Linked DNA regions of Zea mays: regions 2 and 3 are each linked to region 1. Evidence: chromatin contacts called from public Hi-C data. All regions are on one chromosome and are shown on one strand. Each heading gives the region's core, a stretch centred on a gene start, on an enhancer-like site or on the middle of the called end of the contact. The rest is flanking DNA. Distances are from core to core; before and after follow the strand shown.

The links. A called contact is a pair of places that touch in the nucleus more often than the background predicts.
Region 2: a Hi-C map of leaf shows a contact between it and region 1, with 8 times the contacts expected there. The contact joins the promoter of LOC103637681 here to the promoter of LOC100501636 in region 1. A contact is called at or near these places in 4 of 25 Hi-C or Micro-C datasets (leaf and tassel).
Region 3: a contact with region 1 is called in a Hi-C map of leaf mesophyll, with 2.5 times the contacts expected there. The contact joins the promoter of LOC100381745 here to the promoter of LOC100501636 in region 1. A contact is called at or near these places in 6 of 25 Hi-C or Micro-C datasets (bundle sheath, ear, leaf and 2 more).

Annotation. Positions count from the first base shown.
Region 1 is chr1:98,081,995-98,085,649 of Zm-B73-REFERENCE-NAM-5.0, reverse strand. It overlaps LOC100501636, which reads left to right and starts at 2,362. Exons shown (of 5, transcript NM_001196317.1): 1 at 2,362-2,466; 2 at 2,564-2,678; 3 at 2,819-2,973; 4 at 3,239-3,500; 5 at 3,638-3,655. The coding sequence starts at 2,453.
Region 2 is chr1:97,718,189-97,721,935 of Zm-B73-REFERENCE-NAM-5.0, reverse strand. LOC103637681 (dynamin-related protein 1E) reads left to right here and starts at 1,615. Exons shown (of 15, transcript XM_008660291.2): 1 at 1,615-1,977; 2 at 2,073-2,136; 3 at 2,231-2,338; 4 at 2,978-3,079; 5 at 3,406-3,456; 6 at 3,548-3,609. The coding sequence starts at 1,831.
Region 3 is chr1:97,700,385-97,704,176 of Zm-B73-REFERENCE-NAM-5.0, reverse strand. It overlaps LOC100381745, which reads left to right and starts at 2,372. Exons shown (of 1, transcript NM_001174550.1): 1 at 2,372-3,758. The coding sequence starts at 2,618. The coding sequence ends at 3,514.

The sequences.
Region 1 (3,655 bases), core at 1,113-3,612:
TCTTTTCTCCCCTACATGGGGTGGGTTGTGGAGGGAATGGTTGGAAGGGTTTCTCACCCTAGGTTGATTTGGTGATAAGGGGATCACGGGGGGATTGAAGGGGATTGAGGGAGAAATGAACTAATTTCCTCCTCAATCCTCTCTAATCCCCCTGTGATCCCTGGTCACTAAATCAACCCTAAATCACACCCTACACGTGGGATGGAGGGAGAGTAGGGGGCTCTATTGGAGCTGGTCTAATGACCTCCACCTTCGTGTACACGAAAGAAAAAACCCAAAACGGCCATGAGCTAGAGCTTTCATAACAGCAAATTCGTCTTTTCCATCCTTAACTCCATGTTTCGAATTAAACTTCACGTCTTGACTTAGAGAGGCTTCGCTTTGTGCACACTTCGCAAGTGAACCAAGCTTCATGTGTTGATGCTACTGGTGAAGTTTCTGATAGTCATCTAGAGAGAGATAAATAAGTGATGCTTGAAAAAAAACAACACAAACAAAATGTGATCCAAATTAAGTATTGTACAGAACTAAATCAAGTTAGAGTGAGAAGGAGAATAGGTTCTTTCACTTGATAGCTCTCACAAGATTGTGGGTTAACTTAAGCAATATCACAAGTGAAGAACTAGGAAGAATCAATCGCAAAGAATCAAGCACACAAGACACGACGATTTTTTTCTCGTGGTTTGGTCAAGCCTCAAATGCTTGCATATTCCACGTTGTGGTGTCCCGACCGACAAGGATTGCACTCAACCCCTCTTAAGTGATCCAATGATCAACTTGAGTGCCACGATCTTCCTTATCTTAATATCAGTCTCCTCGCAAGGATCTCCATAGGTTGGAGTCTCTTGCAGCCGTACACATATTGATGTGAGTTATAACTCTAGAGTGACATCGATATAGAGGAGAAGAACACACACAAGAGCAAAAACACAGGAACACTGAAACAACACAAATACAAGAACGCAACAACATCACAACAATATCTATTAGAATAGGCACTTGAATCGCTTCGATGTGGCTCTTAGATGCACAGGACTGATGTGTGTGCTCTTGAGTGAATTAGTATTCTGTAGAGGTCGAAAAAGAGGTTCTTTTATAGATCCAAGTGACCAAATGACCATTGGACTTGCCTCCAAAAAGCTACATAATTTCTGCTCTCGCCTAGCGCACTCGACCGGGAACAGGGACGAGTCCTTCAGGATCCTGACTGGGCACTTCCAAAACGGGCAAGCACTGGACCTCCACATGTCCGCCTCCCATTGAAGTAGCCGTTACCACTCGATCTGGTGCACCACCGGACTACTACTATAGACGGTCCGGTGAATTTTATAAATAAAGTTCCCCGAGACAATAGAGTTCGTACGGATTAGGTCTGGTGCACCTCTAGACCAGTATTGTAGATAATCTGGAGCACCAGGCCTCCACAAACTACACTGTACTGGGACTTCACTGTGAACTCGATCCGAACGAGTCTGGTGAGTCCTAGTCTTCACAAAAAAGTGCATTTTTGGTAAATCTTGCTCCATTTGACTTGGCTTTTCTTGGGGGCCTTCATACGATGTAGAAAAACATTGTTAGAGAATAATCAATTGAACTAAGTCGAGAAAACTCACTTATTTCTCATTCTTTCTCCAGATTTTCAGTTCTGACTCAAATTAAGTCCCAAAACACATTTTTTTCAGAAACTAAGTTAGCGAGCAAACGAAAGTGCTAGAAATATTGTAAAAGGTCTATGCTCGAAAGTGCTAGCTAACAAATATCTATATAATTATTAGCTAATTTGCTAGAAATAGCTAATAGTTGAACTATTAGTTAGACTGTTTGAATGTTTTCAACTAATTTTAGCTGCTAATTGCTAGCTCTAATGTATTCAAAATGGCCTGAGGACTCTTTGATGACAAAACGTTTATTTATAGTCTTTGCTCAAGTGGCTTCTCTAGAATAACATCTGATGTCGAGAAAGTTGAGCCCACAGAGAGCGAAATTGCTTGGAAGCACGATCATTTGACTGCCACGAGAGCATATACCCTGGCGTCATCTTTGGAATGAGGTTCCCAATTCAGTACGGTGGCAGGCGGAGCAGCACAGGACAGGACAGCCAGAGGCCGGGAGCAGAGGAGGCGGTCGTGGCGAGCGGCGAGCCACAGGCACGGGCACCTATCGTTGAATTGAACGAAAGGAGAGCGGGAGAAAGCGACTCGTCACTCGTCAGTCTCTCGTCCTCATGCCGTCGCCGCTGGGTGGACGAATCCAATTCGGGCCTGGCAAGGCTGGCATGCCGTCGGCCTCCCTAGCTCGCCGCCTCCTCTCTACTATATCATCTCCAGCGATCCCTTCACGCAGTACCAGCACCAGCGCCAGCAACAGCAACAGCTGTGGTTTCAGCACAAGAAGGGCCAGGAAGAAGCGCAGCTGCGTTTCTTGGACGGTGAGCGCGGCTACTCCGGCGGACATGGCGACCAACAGGTGCACCACCGAGACCCGCCCGCGTCCTCTCTTGTTCGCCACCGGAAACACGGGACACCGCTCATCTGCTCCGCTCTTGCCTTCTGAACTCTGAAAGCGGCAGTGCCCTGGCGAAGCTGGCGCCGCTGGAAGCCATCCTGTTCGACATCGACGGCACGCTCTGCGACTCCGACCCCATCCACTTCTGCGCCTTCCGAGAGCTCCTGCAGCAGGTTTGTGCAGGAGTGAAGTGAAGTCTTCCTCTGCAACGGCTCTGTGCTTCTGTCACCTGCTATGCTATGCTGTAGCTGTAGCTCGGTGTATCTGATTCTGACCCAACTTACCCAAGCGTCTCCGCTCTGCCCGCCCGCAGGCCGGCTTCAACGGCGGTGTCCCCATCACGGAGGAGTTCTACAGCGCCAACATCAGCGGGGGCCACAACGACGACCTCGCCAGGTCGCTGTTCCCGGGCATGGATCACCAGAAGGCGATGCGGTTCATGGATGACAAAGAAGCTATGTTCAGAAAGTAGGCCGCTCATCTTATTTGCACTGCTACTTTGCACGATAGCCTTGGCACTTCTTTCGCAGCATATATCAACACTTAAATTTCAATTTGGCCAATATAGAGCTATACAATTCCGGCAGTTACGTATCCAAATTTGTCTGCAGGTTCAGTTATTATGTTCAGAATCTAAATCTGCTGGTTCTCTCTTTCAGGTCTAGCTTGAAATCTGGGTGTGTAAAATCTGAACCCGCAGTGGAATAACCTGAAGCTGAAACCTATTACGCAGGTTGGCGCCTGGGCAGCTGAAGCCCGTGGATGGGCTGCAGGAGCTGTGCGGATGGATGGAAGGCCGCGACCTGAAGCGCGCGGCGGTGACGAACGCCCCGAGGGCGAACGCCGAGCTGATGCTGTCGCTGTTGGGCCTCACCGACTTCTTCCCGGTGCTCGTCATCGGGAGCGAGTGCGACCGGGCCAAGCCGTTCCCTGACCCGTACCTCAAGGCGCTCCAGCTCATCGGCGCATCGCCTCAACACACCTTCATATTTGAAGTACGGATGAAGCTCTCTCTCTCTCATCGTAATTCTGTGAAGAAGCTTTGTTGTTTGTTTCATCGTCGCTAGTCGAAACAGTCAGTGACCAACGGTAATGCTGTCTGTGCGTGTTCGTGCATCTCGTTCTGCCGCAGGACTCTGCATCGGGGGTC
Region 2 (3,747 bases), core at 366-2,865, 360 kb after region 1:
GCAGGCGGGATTTGTGGAGGCAGGGGCATGGTATACCAATGTGGACGACTACATTGCGTTCTTATAGAGTAGTAGAGATATATGCTAATATTTAATATTATGTAGGGAATAAAAATAACAATATATGATATTATACATTAGGATAATTGTATCTTATATAATTTCATATAATATGACAATTTTGAATATTGTGATAGACTAGCAACGACTAAGGCTATCTTTAGCAACTCTCCTATCACATCTCTTATCTTATCTCTTATTTCAAACTAAGCTTTATAAACACCATAATTAATTAGATCTATCTACAGTGCAAAATAACGATCATATACAATTAGGGGTGAAAACGAGCCGAGTCGAGCTTAGCTCGGCTTACTGTAGCTCGGTCACGCCAAACCAACGAGTTTAGCCATAAACGTTGTCGTAAAATTATAATATAAAATTTCAAAATAATTAAGTAACATATCTTAAATTAATTAAATAAATACAATATTAATATAATACATAAAATAGATTAATTTTATATATTAATTTCAAATAACATAAATTGATTATCTATTTGGTACCAACACTATATGCTAATTAAAATAAGATTTTATATAATAAATTGTTGTTGTATCGAATCACGAGTCTGTTTAGGCTCACTTTTTTCTTGAGCCATAAAACATGTTCATTTCGGATTTGTTTTAGGGCTAGTTTGGAAACTCAAATCCCCTTCAGGATTAAAAGGGATTGGAAAGAAAATTAGTTTATTTTCATCTTAATCCCCTCAAATCCCGAAAGATTCCTAAAGTAGCCCTTAAACTTCGAGCCACTAGGAGCTAGAGCCCACTCGTCGAGCTAAATTTTGTAGACCTTTATACAGTATCCGTTCCATACACCGAGAGAAATTTTGAAAATATTCGAACCAACCATCGTGTCCCTCTCCATCCACTCGACAGGCCCCACTACCATTATCCGCCCGCCGCCTCAACTTTCGTTCCGAAACTATCCTTACTAGCTCACTTTTCTCCACCTCGTATGAAGTCAAAGAAAAAAAAACGTTGAAATTTCATCGCATCAATTGTAGGGCTATCACCGGTCGTTCCCTTTTTAATATTTCAAACTCTACTCTATAAATAATTCACTATAATATAAAACAATATTTTATACATTCTATACACACTTCGCTCGAGATGACTAAATGAATCTAGCTTGAATCCTACATAAGAGATGTGATGTACACTTCTAGTAAAACAGCTTGAAATCCTTTCTGAGATAAATAAGGGATATTTTGTTTTTATATATTAATTTTTAGTCTTACATTTTATTTTAATTTATTTTTTAAATTACTAATACATAAACTAACATTTGTTCGGCTAGCTAACAATGTTGTATAAATTTATAAAGATAAAATACTATAGAAGCCGTAGCTGGATTAAAACCATAACAAGTTCCAGCGAACAAGCATAGTTTACATATTTGATAATTTAGTTTGATAATTTAGTGATTAAAATAAAATAAAATATAGAGACTAAAAACTAGTCAATAGAAAAAATCAGACACTTCCTATACTAAAAGAGCTCTTCACTAATTTCATTTCACCAAAAAAGCAGTTCCCGCTCGACGACTTGCAAAAGGGCGGGGGCAAAACCGGAAGAGAAATAGAAAAAAAGGAAGCAGTTACGGATTGCAGCAGCGACGCCTCTGTCAGTCTATCTTCTCGGCTCGCACACCTCAGACACAGCCAGGCAGCGGAGCGCTCCCCCCTCGATTCCTTCGCTTCCTTCTAGAACCTTCCGCTCCCTCCGTTGCAACAGTAGCACAGAGCTTCCTCCTCCCCCACCCCCGAAGATGACGACCATGGAGAACGTGATCGTGCTCGTGAACCGCATCCAGCGTGCCTGCACCGTCCTCGGCGACCACGGCGGCGGGGACGCCGCCGCCTCCCTCCCTACCCTCTGGGAAGCGCTCCCGACGGTCGCCGTCGTCGGCGGTCAGGTCTGCCTCCTTTCCGTCACCTCTAGGTGCTTGCTCGCCTAGGATTTTGTTCCGTAGCTTAGTTACAGGGCGCTTAATTGGGCGGCCATGTACAGAGTTCGGGGAAATCATCGGTGCTCGAGAGCATCGTGGGGCGAGACTTCCTGCCTCGAGGATCAGGTAGGAAGAGATTTTTACCTTCTTTCTTCACGGAATCATCTTTTTTCTTTCAGTTCGAAATTTTATGGTTTTTGGTTTGTGTTTGGATTGGAAGGGATCGTGACGCGTAGGCCACTCGTCCTGCAGCTGCACAAGACAGAGGCCGGGGTGCAGGAGTATGCCGAGTTCCTTCACATGCCTAAGCGCCGCTTCACTGATTTCTGTAAGAAACCTTCGATGTCTTCAATGATATAGGGTTATTCTTCTCCTAAGCTACTATGAAATTGGTTTGTTGGTAAGCTGAATCATAGTATAATTGATTGGCTATGTTTACTGTCGCAAGATGCACCGTTCACTGAAATCAATAATTGTATTTCTGCCAGCAGAAGCAGTCTCTTACTACTATTCAGTTATTAACGAATTCGGTTCTGCCACTGTGCAATTGTATTGCCTCCTATTTAAGTCTCTTCAAAATTTCTGCTCCATGCGGATGACACTCTTAGGGTGCTTTTGGTTGCGGGACAGCCTTATTTAAGAGATCGTCCCATCCCGTCCCGTCCTGTCATTGCAACCAAACACACTCTTACCTTATTTGGTATGTTGCACCTGCCGTTGCCATTGGGGTCTAAGAAGTATTTGACTTGTGTAGATGGCACGATCATCTTTGTGTTTCCCATGTTGTGCTGCTAGTTCAAATATCATGTGCATTTTATCATGCTTTGCAACATGTATTCGTAAGTAGAATGCATAAAATTAGTAAGAAGCAGTTGCCATTTGACCTCATAGTGGATTTGCTATTTTTCAGTACATAGAAATGGCTGAAGTACTTATCTCAGGTGCCAACAACTATTGTTCTCTGCAGCTATTGTGCGGAAGGAAATCCAGGATGAAACTGACAGGTTGACTGGAAAGACAAAGCAGATATCTCCAGTTCCAATTCATCTCAGCATATACTCTCCACATGGTATCTAAGCCCTGGGCACAACCTGCCACTGCTTTTTTCAAGAAAAAAAATAAAAAATGGAGATTATTGCTTTTAGTTGTTGAATTTAAAAACCTCGGTTGAGTGCTATGTGTATAGCACTATACCCTTTCTTTCTGACAAAAGCTGCATTGCAATGTTTTTTGTTTCCTTTTATTTTCTTGGTCATGTTTTAATAAATGAAATTGATGCTGGTGGATGTTTTTTGTTGGCTAGTTTGTAGAGCAGTTGATTTATATGCAAAAGCATCTCTGAGCTCCTGAATCTTTGTAGTATATATTTATTTACTCAACAGTCGATTATTGCAGTGGTCAACTTAACATTGATTGATCTGCCGGGCCTAACCAAAGTTGCAGTTGGTATGCAAATGCATTTATTGTTTTTGCTCACGTTCTTGTATTAAGTGGGCTATTTCAGGAGAAGTTTCATTGGTTATGTTGTCTCTTTCAGAGGGGCAGCCTGAAAGCATTGTTCAAGATATCGAAAGCATGGTGCGTTCATATGTTGATAAGGTATATATGATTCACATCTCTTTAGAACTGATTATGACCTTGACATATTGTCTATGGTGTTGCTTAAATTAAAAGATGTAACACTTGCATCATTGGTAGAAGTGCACCTTTAGTGGTCATACAGAATGCTTTAGCATT
Region 3 (3,792 bases), core at 1,123-3,622, 380 kb after region 1:
ATGCAGATGGGCGTGATCGAAGAGGCCAACTTAATATTGGCGCAATTGGAGTAAACAGTGGATACTCGCATAAGTACTCTGATCTGTACAGTGATATCTCCTCCAATGTTTATATAAGGCAGAGAGGGTACTCCTACAAAAAGGATAAACCATGCTAGATCAAAGAGTGACCTTAATCTCTCACCTCTCGCAATCACCTGTAAATCCTCATACTCAGAGCAATACAATCTCCAAAACCCTACAAGACGTAGGGTGTTACGCCTCGCGACGGCTCAAACCTGTATAACTTGTGTTCTGTCGTGCTCCACACTAACCATCGAGCTGTTATCGACGTCGTTGTCCTCCCAAAAACATTGTGTGGTACGCCTCATAGTGCGTCGTCGATACGAAACCCCGACACCGTCCGCTTCTATGTTACGCCCTGCGTGTCACCATCCGGTTAGGCCATTGCAAAGTGAATAGTGACGGCCTGTTAGTGATAGGGCCAGGGTCGGTCGGGGCCTGCTTTTCTTCATTCTTACACATGTGGTGTCGTGTGCGGCTTGAGTGTCGGCCCAAGAATACCGGGAGGGCGATTATTCCCTCCCCGACCGAGTTTTTTTTGTTTATGGCAGATTTTAGCATAAAATGTTTATATCTACAATCATCTCGTATCACATTAGATAACGATCTTGCTATCTATTTTACACATTGTTCGATTATTCTTATCCCATATGGATTGAATAGTATTTGAATTTTTTTTACTTGTTTGAGAATTAAACTCACTCAATCCCATCCAATCCACATAGATTAAGAGCAAAACGAACAAGCCCAGTCTTTATTTGTTATAAAACTTTACTCATTCTACCGTCGTCTTATCATCACGTACGCTTTTCAGCTTTTCTTTTAGATACTTTTAGTTAATATGAAAGCTTTTCTTTTAAAATCTTTTAATTAGTATATAATACATTGTTTTATTCAAATAAAATATATCTGGTTACATGATTAAGCAAATAAAATTCTAAAGTTACAATTAAAATTACATAACTTAAAAACTAAAAAAATGCCTAGTTCATAAATATAAATAATAAACTATTATACTCTTTTTCATATTCTTATTTGGTCTTTTCCGCCGTCTCTTGTCTAATTTAAGTTGTTTTATCAATTTTTAAGGCCAATCTATAGACCCCCTTTTCGTGTCTTCATCCATGTTGACCATGGAACGATCTAGCAAGTTATTAAATTGCTTAAATAATTTAGTTTCAAGAATCCTCTAGAGCTTCTTTAATATTTATTTCTATGTAGACGGAGACTCGCTACTAGTTCTCGGGTCCTTTTCCTTCTGGTGTGCTCTTGCCCTATCGCGACCAATGGGGCAGTGCGTCCACACTTTTTCTGTGACGTGGAGCTATAATCATCATCTAAGTTTAGACAAAATCTTTTGCTCCTATCACTTAAGTCATCGTCATTGTGCTTCGTGCGACACTTGGGCTAATGGTGAAGAGCGCACCAGCATATATGCGCTAGCTTGAACTTGGTTTCTCTATGATTGTTGCGAAAACTCACCTTGGTTATATGTTTCAAGCAGCATGACATCATTTGCTCTACTTGGTCAGGCCATGTATAAGCGGTCGTTCTAAACAAGGCAATCACGCATTCGGTGCACATGTCTGTCGCACACATGACACATTGAGTTTACTTTATTGTTAAACTTCTTATAGGCTCTTATAGGGTTACTCAACACTAGTTTTTAGAAATGTGCATCACCACTTTTACACTAGACTTATCTAAGAAAAGTTACCCATCTATGCCTCATTAATAGTACGGCGAAACAAAAAAAATAAAGATCATATTGTTAATCTATACATCTAGCAATCTAGCAACTTTTTGACACATGAACTAAGTGTTTCTTAACCTCCTCGATCTTCCTTTAAAACTTGATAATTGATCTCAATCAGTAGGAGCATAGATATAGCTAACTCAATTTGTCTCTACAAAATACGCAATAGTTACAATAATCTTACATCGTCATTAATCATTGAAACACAGTTACGAACCTAGATGCTACGATCGGGTGTATATATTTATACTAACTCCTTGGTGAGCTTATTGTCACTTTATTTGATTTTTATGTACTCCTTTGGTTCTAAAATTAGTGTCGTTTTTGTTTGTTTGTTTTTTTGACGAGCCAAACGTTCTTAACTTTAATCAAATTTATATAATAAAAATGTTAATAATTACGGTGCATAATTAATATTATTAGATGAATCACTCCGTTTCGTTCCGACTTCCGACTTCCGAGCCTCGGGCACACGCACCCCATCCCGTGTCGTCCTTCTCTCCCCCGAAATAAAATCCCAGCCATTACGGCGTCATCGCCCGCCCAGCCCAACCACTCCAGTCCAGGGGGACCGCGTACAGGCCACAGCGCACAGCACAGGGAAAACCCGAGCCGCCCTGCGGTACAACGCCGCTGGTACAATACAAAGGCCACGCCAAAATCCAAACCCAACCAACCAACCAACCGGTCTGCTGCTGTCTGTCTCCTGCAGTCTCGCGATCTGCCTCTGCTCCTTCCTTCCTCTCGACACTCTGCTGCTGCGGGCCTGCGGCTGGCCGACCTGATGAGCGCAGGGAGATGAGGTGCAAGCTCCACCCTTACGCCAACGCCGTGGGCGTCTGCGCGGCCTGCCTCCGCGACCGCCTCCTCGCGCTGGCCGCCGAGCGCGCCCAGGCCGCCGCCGAGGCCAGCAGCGACGGGGGCTACGGGAGCAGCAGCAGCTCGCCCCCGCCCCTACACCTGCCCGCGCGGCGCCACCGCCAGCACGGCCACGACGAGGCAAGAACCGGGACGTTCCCACGCTCCGTGTCGCCGTACGTGCAGCGCCGGCGCTCCGACGCCTGCGCCTACTACGCGACCTCCTCCTCGTCGTCGTCGTCGTCCGCGTACCAGCACCAGCCGAGCCTCCTCTTCTTCCGCACGCCGCAGGTCGGGCCCGCGTTCCGCGGCGACGAGCCCGGGGACGGGGAGGACACCGGCGGCGGCAGCAGGAGGAAGCAGGCCGCGCCGCGGCGGTCCTTTCTGTCAGCGATCTTCGGCGGCAGGCTGCGGCGGCGGCACGGGCGGGAACGGGAAGAGGCCGGCAGGAACAGGAAGGAGCCTCCCCGGCGGTCCACCTCGTGGCTCTCGGCGATCACCCGCCGCAAGCGGAGGCCGGGCGAGGAGCCTGAGTCCTTCCCGGCGCCGCAGGACGAGGAGCCTGAGTCCCCCGGCGGCGGCAGCTGGTGGTTCCCCTCGCCGTCGCCCGCCAGACAGCAGCACCGGCGGCGGCACGGCGCGGGCTCGGGCGCCAGCGGGGACGGAGTCTCGGGGCTGGCCGTGTGCCTGAGCCCGCTCGTCCGGCCCAGCTCCGCCGGCGGCCGGCGCCGGTGCCAGCCGCCGGACCCCTCCGCGCTGGGAGACAGCCACCGGCGGCTCGCGTCGTTCGGGCGCAACGCCTCCCGGAAGCTCGCTGATATGGGTCGGCTCCGATGACGCGGCCTCGCCGACCGGTCCTCGTCGTCGCCGGCGTGCCGGGGCCAAAGATCTCTTTATTTTGTGTAATTTCGAAGATGCTATGACGGTGTTCGTTACTAGTACAGTAGTAGTAGTAGCGCTTAGCGCCTAGCTAGCCGCCACGAGAGCGGAAACAAATTTGCAAGTAAAATTCGATGGTGAAGGCAGCCAAGTTTGGCAGCTGCAGCAGCAGCAGCAGCACATTAGACGAAGACATTGGATTAGCGAAGGTGTCAATGACGGCGATCTGGGGAGCT